Linked DNA regions of Mus musculus: regions 1 and 3 are each linked to region 2. The links are chromatin contacts, called in public HiCAR-type and HiChIP or PLAC-seq maps. All regions are on one chromosome and are shown on one strand. The core of a region is the stretch at or near the end of the contact, and the rest is flanking DNA. Distances in the headings are between cores, read along the strand shown. Region 1 overlaps Gm32333 (a long non-coding RNA gene). Region 2 has its middle 40 kb from the start of Gm24940. Region 3 overlaps Gm32333 (a long non-coding RNA gene).

Region 1 (3,156 bases), core at 598-3,097, 240 kb before region 2:
TTTGGTTTCAAAAATATTTTGAAAACTTTCTTTGTTGTGATCTTCTCTTACGCATTTGTATGACTGAAATAATAGCCTATAGCCAAAATATTGTGTTAGAAATATTTTATATGCAGTGTCATTTTCCAAGTGCCCGATCTACATCAAAGCACATGGAGGTATAGAAATGGGTTTTAAAAAAGAGACTCTCTGTAGTCTGGTTTCTCTTCATGTGGAATAAATCTTCTAAAAAGAGAAGTACTGGTTGAAAATCTCATTTTTGTTATGAAGACATTGAACTTAATCATAACATGTTCTATAAAGTCTGTAGTAGTAGCATTGTTCAATTGTGAAACCCCAGACTTTGCAGAATTATTTTGTTACGTATGAGACTTTGTTACATTTTATGATTTTTTTTTTCACTTTAAATATGTGCTATGCACAGTGACAAGCAGGGAAATGTTTACCTGTACTGTATGTCTGAAGGCTGTAGCTATGACAGGATATTTTCTCCAAGTCCTTTTCCAAAGCATGATTTTAATCCCAGAATCATAACCCCACCAATTTCTGAATTAAAGAAAGATGAAAAGTCTTCCGGGGCCAGGTCCAGTCAAGGGCAGCCACTGACCATCGCTAGGCTAAGACTATGATTGGGATGCTCTCAAGCCCTTCATCACCATCCTCCTTGTGTAAGTCCATACGCATGCAGTCCTGCCCTCTTCCACACATGCATGACACCTATATCACTCCAACCTCTGCTATTATAGAAAGAATCCACTTGTTTCTCAAGTTCTAGCCAACGACTACCTTCTCCATAAGTACCGTCCCATCTACTGGCTTGATGGTGCCATTCTTTCTCTAAAGTTCTAAAGTAATTTACACTGGTGTGTGTGTGTGTGTGTGGGGGTGCATTCTGCAATGCATAGAGCCTTTGGTGTGCATCTACTCTCCCAGCACTGTACTGGTTTTGTTTGTTTGTGCTGAAATCATATCTTCCAGTACTTAGCACAATGTCTGGCACATTTTATGCCCAGACACTGTTTAAAGAATAAGCAGTCTGAAAAACCAGGTCACAAAACCACACGCAAACCTGACTGCTTTCCATCTTGAGTATAAGCAGCTAAAACAAAAGCTGTAGTAGCAGTTGACATGTGTCAATGTTGTGGTGATGTCACATACTGTCAGTCACCGGGGCAACATACAACTAGGGTGTGCCTCTGTTTATTTCACTGATGCAGGGTTCTAGGCAGAGAGGTTATAATTTGCTTACATGGCATGATATGGTAACCAAAAGAGCCAGGATTCAAACTCAGGCAGTCTGTCTCCAGAGCTCTCACTTTTAATTTCTTTACAAACATTTCACCCCCTTTAGCCTTGCCCTGTGTATTCCAAATAAATGAAGTCTCATGTGGGTACCTCTTTGCCAGTTAATGAAAATATTCATTCCCTCTCTTTTTTAAAAGACCACATGTGTTGCAGTTACCAGCAGTGATTGGGGCTTTGGCCATCCTCAAAAAGAGAGCCACAGTGTCTGCTTGATAAAAGCCATAATTTTCCTGACCTGCCCTGGGCTGGCTCCCTCAAAGAAAATGCAGGCAGACACTTGGCAACTAGGTTCTCCCAGACTCACAAGCACACGGCTATGTTAGTGTTGGCAGTGGGGGACGGTTTGCTTCCTCCCTGCTTCATGAACTGTCACATCAACCTCTTTGATCCTCCCAGGGTCTCACGCATGCCAAAATCATTACTCCGTATTATTACTCTGTTTCAGATAATTGCCAGAGAAAATGCTAAGGTCAGTAATGACCAAGGTAGGGAAGTCGCTCTGTGCACAGTATACTATGCACATATTACAGACTCAGGAAGGCTCCAGGGTGGAGGCTCTGCTTATTTTTGTTGTACCAAAGCCATGAAACAGAGGGAAAAGGCAAGAACAGAAATGGATACATCTGGAACAAGAGCCAGGCATGATTTACTCACATTTTTACCTGACCTGAAATTGCTTATTTAGAAAAAAGAAACATTATAAAGTCTCAGGAAAATGTCATGAATCAGAGCCAGCGTGATTTCACATTGGGGCTCTATAAACTGCTGATCTTTTTTAAGGCAAAGAAACTGTCCAGGAAAAACCAAAGGAGCCAAAGGTAGCCCTTGCCACCATGCCCATCACTATAGTAACAGTTTCACAGCTTGCTACTTCTGATGCCAGCACAGGAGCCCCAGACACTGAAGGCTGCATAGGAAGGAAACCTGCTGGTTCAAGAGTGGCGTCCTTCCCACTAGTGGGGGTAGGGGGTGCCTATCTGAGAAAGCAACAGACAATGACAGCAGACTTTAGATGCTCAGGGTCACTGTAAAAATCTCTTTGGGATAACCACATATTATATCCCTGAAATAGACAACTATGAAAACCAGAGAAGAAGAAGGAAAATAAAAACTTGATTAAAGCCTTCCATCCTGCTGTCATGGTTCCCATACTGCATGTGTTCATAGCTCTTTTCAAGTAATATGCAAAGTTTTGAAGTAATTAGATAATAAGTGTTATTCTTTTTTTGGATTGGCGAAACAGTGTGACTTTTAATTTTTTTTTCCTTTTTTAAAATTAGGTATTTTCTTCATTTACATTTCCAATGCTATCCCAAAAGTCCCCCGTCCCCTCCCCCCCACAATCCCCCCACACTCCCACTTCTTGGCCCTGGTGTTCCCATGTACTTAGGCATATAAAGTTTACAAGACCAATGGGCCTCTCTTTCCAATGATGGCTGACTAGGCTCTTGAGTGTGCCCTGGCTCGCCAGCAAGAACGACGCTGCAACAGGATCCTTCTGCACATGTTTATTGGGAGAGCTTGATTGCAGAGGCGAAGAGACCCCAAGTCCAGAACTGGTGCTTATATAGGCCTAGGAGAGGCGTGTCTCACACCCGGATTGGTTGTGCATGGGTTATGCTTACCACCTCATTTGCATGCCTACATCTGATTGGTTAACTTCTCTCTCATCTGATTGGTTAATTTTGGTTAATTCTCAAAAACCTCATCTTGGCAGAAAAAACTTTACTGCCTATGTATGCGTGGTGGCCAGTGGTGGCCAGCACCACCCTGCAACGGCACATGTGGCTTCCCACACTAGGCCATCTTCTGATACATATGCAGCTACAGACACGATCTCCCAGGGGTACT
Region 2 (3,337 bases), core at 208-2,707:
TTTCTCAGGGCACAATTCAGTTAAGGTTTTTTGTTTGTTTTGTTGTTTTATTTTACTGGGTACAGAAGGGAGACTAGAACAGAACCACACCAAGTAGATTGCTCCCCTTTAACGACCATCACTGTCAGTCTGATGACTTGACAGCGTGAGCACTTTGAAAATGTGTCTGTTGTCGAAGGAAGTCTGGCTGCTGGGCATCTGTGTGTCATCAAGCCTGCTTCTTGTTACCTCCTGGAAAGAGGTCCAAATACAAATCGCCACTCTGATGACCTGGCTTTCTGAGTAGCTGAAATCTCCCAGTGCTTTGATAAGAAGACAAGGGGAAGCAATCCAGTCCAAACTGCATTTATATACCTTATCTGAAGGTATTCAGTTTATTTCAAAATGTTTCTGAGCATTTGCCTAGCATGTATGGTGTTCTGGACTCAGATAAATCATTCCATAAATATGTGTGTGTGTGTGTGTGAGTGTGTGTATATGTATGTATATGTATATATGTGACTCTGTGTGTGTGTGTGTGTGTATATATATATATGTGTGTATATGTATATGTATACATATGTATACATATACATACATATATATATATATGATATAGGTTTATGTATGTGTACACACACACACACTCACACACACACACACACACACACACACACACACACACAGAGTCCTGTGTCTCCCATGTTTCCTGTGTCCTCTCATTCCAGAAGTACTCCTTTCATAAATTGTGTATAATTGCTCCTGCTATCTAAAAATGACAGTGGAAAATTACATCCCAGTGGTGGGTTTTCTCTTTGGGTAGCAACAGTTTACACAGTTCCACAGATGATTTGAGTGTGTTCAGCCTTCATTTACAAAGTAGAAAAAGTTCAACAGAGCCCATGAGGACAGCATTAAAAAGAATCCCTATAGACAAGCACTTCAGACACTCATTACCACACAAGCCATCAGTGGATTAACTCTAACAAGCCAAATGCTTGCAGAGGCCACAGGCTGCTTAGATGCAAATAATGCAAATAATAATATGCAAATAATTCAGAATCAAAACTGGCCTTGGCCTTGGCCCTGGCCACAGGCTGACTTCTATCCAGCTACTTTTATTGCTTTCACAATGGACTGCGTTAAAAGGCACAGTGGTCCCCTATCTCTTCAAAATGGAGTGTTCGGAAACTAGATACAAAGTCATTAGACATTTGAAGTTTTAGCATTTCATTTGTCTAGAACCCCTAGGAAATGATCTAGAAGAAAGTGATTTTTTTTTTCACAGTAGTAAGTTAGGAAAGGCAGAATTTGAGGGTGTGTTTTCCATTATTTTAATGAAGAAAACCAACGCATCTTTTTTCAGGAAGAAGTTGCAAAATAAGGCTCCAGAAATAAAAACTACGTGCATACATCCACAGTAATCTCTGAGCCGGATGCCAAGCCCCGCCCTGAGGCCATGTGAATTTTTCTCTTGTGCGTTTGTCAGCCTGAGTCCAAGTCATCTTATTCTTGCCCCACTTCTGTCTGGTTTTGGTTAGTTGCTTCTTGGCATTGCTTCCGCTGGAGCTGAGGGCGTCTGCTCTTTTCTTCTTCCCCGCTCTCATCCCTCTTCTTTTTCTTTTCATTCCTTTCAAAATTTCTCTTTTGGTGTTCTTCCTCTAGATTCCCATAATGACTCAGGGTGGGGGTGGGGGGGGAGAAGGAGGCAAAATGAGATTAAACAGCCTCCCACGCCCACACTGTCCCTCCCCATCAGATATTCACCCAAAATGTAAAGAGCAGGCTTCAAGGAACAGCCTCAGATGGTTCTGGAGTGCAAATGTACACTTGCCTGGTCCACTCCTCTGCAAGAAGCCATAAGCTCTCTCCCCCAGCCTTTGCTCAAAAAACGGATCCTACTCCGGCCTGACACCCCTGCACTGCCATTTTGTGTGAAGGGTTTCCATCAGGACAATCCTTCTGCTTTGCTTTTAAAAATTAGCAATTTGAAATCCAGAGAGTCGGTTATTGTATCCATTTATTTTTAGAACGTGCTTTTATTGGAATGTTCAAGTTGTGGAAAATCACGTGACCACAGATAGACCTAAAAAGAAGAGATGTTTCCCCGCCCTGAATTTAAGCAAACAAGTTTTGTACATATATGGAATATGTTCTAAAGATCACTGCACCGTTATCTTCATCTTTTTTTTTTTTTTTTTTTTTTAAACTGGGCTTTTGCTATGGATTGCATCTGGAGTAGTTTCCGCCAATGAGTGATCAGCCTTTGGAAGGGCCACTTAACAACAGAACGCACATGCTTCGGATTAGCATGTGTGTGTGGGTGTGTGGCAAAGTCATTCCCCCTAATAAATTGACAGTTAGTTAAACTTGAATCAGCCTTACAGTTTAATGGTACAGTAGAAACGGAACTGTTTCTAGCTCACACACATTCTTTTTTTTGGAAGAACTACAGGGAGCCCCCCCCCCTCTTTTCAGATAACACTTCAAGTGAGAGATTCTTTCCTCTCTCCCTATGGGCTAGGCCAGAGTTTTCTCAGAGCTACGGAAACAGCCTTTTGCTGGTGGTATGTGTAAGATTTATAAGCAAAACCAACATCTCCACTGTGTATAAAAATTTCTAAAACTGTTATGGGGCTTGTAAGATGTACTCCTGTGATTGGGTAGCTTGCCTGATAGATGTCTTATGATTCACTCCTAGTTCTCACCCTACTGACCAGCCCCCCACCCCACCCCCAAAAACCCACCTAAAAGTTCTCAGCGACTAAATGGAATTAACACACACAAGTGCAAAGACTGATGGGAGAGAAAATCCTCTCTAGCGTCTAAGATGAGAGTTGTGAACTGGAATTACTTGGCTCAGCTACTTGCAGGAAAAAAAAAAATGTCCAAGCCTTCTTTTGAGTTGAAGTCTGGGGAATGTCACCCTAAATCGCTTCACAGTCATTCCACTGAGGACTCTGAAATGTCCCGTATCACACCACTGACAGGCAGGCAAGCTCAGCAGAGACGATCAGAGCTGAGGGCTGTGTCTATAAGATACCTAACACGGGATAAAAGGTGAACTCTTTAGGACATGCTTCAGTTTTCAGACATTTAAAGACTTGTAAAGAGCAACAGTTCAGAGAGCTATGCATTTATCCATTTAATTAGAATATTTGCCATTTTTTGATGGCTTTGTAATGCCTTTTCTCTCAGGAAAAAAACAAGTCGGATAAATAATAGCTGTTGCTGGGCATTGGGTTTTTCTTTTTCTTTTTCTTTTCTTTCTTTCTCCCTTCCTTCCTTCCTTTCTTTGGGCTGAATGTCTCTTTCTTTTGACTTTCATTTGCAAGTTTTAAAGTAATAAAGTTTTTAA
Region 3 (3,449 bases), core at 788-3,287, 200 kb before region 2:
AGAAAAGATTCACTGTAAGAGCATAAAGTGCTCCTAAGCACTGATCTACTCCAGCCCCATCATTAAAATATTAAAGCAATAGTGGTAATAATAGGGGCTTACATTTGCTATGTGTTTATTGCCTTAACAACCATGAAAGATAAGACTGAATGTGAAATGATATGATGATTTATATCTCACTAAGTGATAAAGTTTTGAGAACACATGCATCGTGGCATGCATTGTGGCATACAAGCAGCAGTTGGTAAGTTCAGTATCCACCAGACTTAGAGAAACAGCTTGTTTGTTTAATTCTTACAATACTTTGTACATGTTGCCTCTGTGTGTGTGTGTGTGTGTGTGTGTGTGTGTGTGTGTTCATGTGTATGGTATTCATATGTGTCATAGGCTTGGGGTGTTCAGAGGACAACCTCAGGTATCATTCATCAGATACTTTTCAAGACAGAGTTCAAAAGAGAGAGAGATAGAAGGAGGGAAGGGAGACTATATTGCACTGGCCAACTTCTTTCTGTCTCCACATCTTTGACAACGAGATTACAATATTGCTCTACTGTGCCTGTATTTTTATTATTTCATTATTATTTACATGGGTACTGGGATCAAAATCAAGTCCTTGTGCTTACGAGGCATGTATTTTACCAACCGAGTATCTTCCCAGCTGCTGTGTGTTGCCTTCTGCTGTGATTTATGTTGTAAGATAACCCTGGTGAGATAATGCAGGGTTTGGCTTGTCTGGAGTGAGTCACATCTGGGGCCCTGCCCTTGAGAGCGTTATTTAATCTTTGAGCATTTCCTTCACTGGAAAGTGGAAGTAATAATGTTATTGTGAGGACTCATTGAACTGATAAATGAACATAATCCAAAATAATACTCTGGTGTGTGGTAGCTATGTTGATAATTCACCATGACTTAAAATTTTTATCACTTAGAGTTTGAAGTTTTCTTGTTCCTTTTTGGAGTTCAGTCTGTGGCCTTATCCTAATCTTGTGTGTTGCAAAACTTTTAAAAGTGAATCACAGGGCCACTTGCATTAGTGTTCTGACTGCTTGTCCAAAGGATCATTCCTGGCCAGTTGACCATGAGCTCCGGAAAACACTGGAGTTTTAAGACAATGAGAAGCACCAGATATCTGTTAATGAAATAAATAAACAGAGAGATATCAATCAACATGATGGAAAGAAAATATCAGCAGTAAGTTCAGCTTCAAAGGCCTCTAATCTTACTGGTCAGCAAAAGACTTTCATTGCCCAAATAGCTCTTGTCCAATTGATCCTTTAGTCCATGCCCTCAGACAACAAGACATAACATTTTGGACTTAACACTGTTTAATTAAAACTTCCTATGTTTTAAATCTTTGATTTTTTTGTGTCCTAGTTAAAACTTCAATGCTGAAGTGACTCTCTAGCTAGAGCCAGGTTTTGTCAACCTCTGAAATTCCTGGGAATGTTGGAGCCCAGCTGGGCACATAAGGGTCAGATCTGGCTGTAAGCATCACTTGAGGCCAACCTGAGACAACACTAGTGAAGGCGACTAGGAAACAAATATTGCTACAACTGATTTTTTAAGATGTCAAGAGAATTTAAATTGAGATAAAAATCTCTTTGTTCTTAGCATTCTCAGCATGAGAGGTGGCAGAGATCTTGAATCACAGGGACTATATGAATTGTACACACATATATTTTGCATTTATCCATGCCATTTTGTTTCGTTTTAAGGGCCATTTTAAAAAGTGTCCTTAAATAAAATATTATTTTCCTATAAATATGTCATAACAGCTCATCACAAGAACAGTATCCCTTTAAAAATAAAAGGGAGGGAAGGCACTGTAACGGTGTGGGCAGCACAGTTACAAATTGAATTCGCCTGGAGAGGTTGTTCTCCAGGTCAGAGGAATGTAAGCAACTCATTTCTAGTGAATGAAAAAGAAAGTCAACAGAAAGAGAGAATTCTTCTGCAACATAAAAGGAGAGGTTACAGTGCAAAACCCTGACTCCACCAGCGTCCATGGCATGTCTGGGTGAAGAGTCACACTCCCTGGGTAATTTCCATACCAAACATGCAACATTTTACAAGCCACAGCAAGGCTGGCAAGGGTAAGGCCAACCAACCAAGTGCAGGCCACTTTAAATTCTCCACCAGAAAATAGAGATGAGCACAGCTTCAAACTGAACGCTTTTTAAAAATAGAAAACCGCATATTTTACATTTCTGGTTGAATTAAATAATAAGGGGAGGAGAAACTGTTCACTGTACTGAATAGAATTGACCAGAAGGCAAAACTACAATGGTTTTTTTTGTTTTTGGTTTTTGGTTTTTTTTTTTAAATATCCAGAGCTAAAGTTCTTCCTCGGTCTCAGACTCTGAACTGTGGTGTGATTTTGACATTTTAGGCTTTAATTTCTTTGCTTTTAAATTGCAAAAGAGCTCAGGCCTGTTTTAAACAGTGGCTGTGAGGGTCACATGCTACAGTGACTTGGAAAACCTACTCAGAGCTAGTTATGCTCCAATACTTGCGCCAGCTTGGACACACAGGCTGTCACTTTTACTGGGATAAGTAACCCACGCTTATGACAATGATAATAACAGCAACAATAATAGTGAAAATATGGGAAATTAGGTTCTGTGGCGCTGGCAGAGAACTTAAAGCCAATATGGAAACCGAGGAATGTGTGAGTATTGCCAATTAAGCAGTAGGGAGTGTTTGATATCTGCTTGCTGGATATATCTTAAAGGAGATGGCACTTTGAGGCAAGTCTCATGTCAAGGAGAGGCTTCTGTGCCAGCAATAAATTAGAGTGCCATTACGCATTCAGATGCTAGAGCCAAAGACAACACATTTATCTGACTTCTTGTGTTAGGAATTAGGCTCGCGTGTTAACTCCTTTTTCTCCAAGGACTACAACACACCCAGTATGAAAATTTACATTTACACAGATGATACTGTGACAATAAGGGACCGGATGATGTTATTTTTCATTTACTGTTGGGTAAAGGAGGATCCAAAAAGCTAAACTTCTTTTTTTTTTTTTCTTCACAAATTCATACAACTGAACTGAATGCCCATTCTCTTAAGAGCCTTTCAGCTCTGCCCCTGTAAACCCACCTCCTTCACCTAGGCTTGAATGCACAGTAGCTGAGCTTCCTCCTCATTTCCTTTTCAAGAGTAATAATTCATACATTTAAACCAGACCCATGCTCTATTCTATCTCTGTCTCCCTGGGTGTGGGTTAGGGTGTTTTTCTTTTAGACTTCTAAGCAAATGTGTTGCAGGTGTGAGACGCATGCTGCGCAGTCCACTAGGCAGAGCCTTCAGGAGGCTCTGGGGAGCCACACCTTTGGGATTCTATTACAAGCAGGTGAACCAAGCTGTGATCAAATAGGAGATCTGAGGGAAAGGGGCCTGCGTTCCAGGAAGCAGCCTCAGTACCCAAGCAGGATGCCTCTCTGTGG

Evidence for each region. HiChIP or PLAC-seq counts read pairs in DNA pulled down with a chosen protein or histone mark. HiCAR-type assays count read pairs that join an accessible place to other places.
Region 1: a contact with region 2 is called in a HiCAR-type map of fibro-adipogenic progenitors, with 2.7 times the contacts expected there. The contact joins two enhancer-like sites. A contact is called at or near these places in 2 of 484 Hi-C or Micro-C datasets (forebrain and nephron progenitors) and 1 of 115 datasets of contacts at active chromatin or transcription factors (fibro-adipogenic progenitors).
Region 3: a CTCF HiChIP or PLAC-seq map of the NIH/3T3 cell line shows a contact between it and region 2, with 18 read pairs. The contact joins two enhancer-like sites. A contact is called at or near these places in 1 of 15 datasets of contacts at CTCF or cohesin (the NIH/3T3 cell line), 1 of 484 Hi-C or Micro-C datasets (uterus) and 1 of 9 other capture datasets (embryonic tail).

The regions. Positions count from the first base shown.
Region 1 is chr1:163,599,157-163,602,312 of GRCm38.p6, reverse strand. The region is part of intron 1 of Gm32333 (a long non-coding RNA gene); the gene reads left to right. Among named protein-coding and RNA genes, the nearest start is that of Gm32333, 17 kb to the left of the region's middle. Within about 2 kb of position 1,847, at least 20 of the 459 cell types and tissues checked have an H3K27ac peak or open chromatin away from gene starts, as enhancers often do. A contact at or near this core is called in fibro-adipogenic progenitors, where this site is marked.
Region 2 is chr1:163,360,536-163,363,872 of GRCm38.p6, reverse strand. No RefSeq gene overlaps it. Among named protein-coding and RNA genes, the nearest start is that of Gm24940, 40 kb to the left of the region's middle. Within about 2 kb of position 1,457, at least 52 of the 459 cell types and tissues checked have an H3K27ac peak or open chromatin away from gene starts, as enhancers often do. A contact at or near this core is called in the NIH/3T3 cell line and fibro-adipogenic progenitors, where this site is marked.
Region 3 is chr1:163,559,784-163,563,232 of GRCm38.p6, reverse strand. All of the region lies in intron 1 of Gm32333 (a long non-coding RNA gene), which reads left to right. Among named protein-coding and RNA genes, the nearest start is that of Gm39689, 18 kb to the left of the region's middle. Within about 2 kb of position 2,037, at least 61 of the 459 cell types and tissues checked have an H3K27ac peak or open chromatin away from gene starts, as enhancers often do. A contact at or near this core is called in the NIH/3T3 cell line, where this site is marked.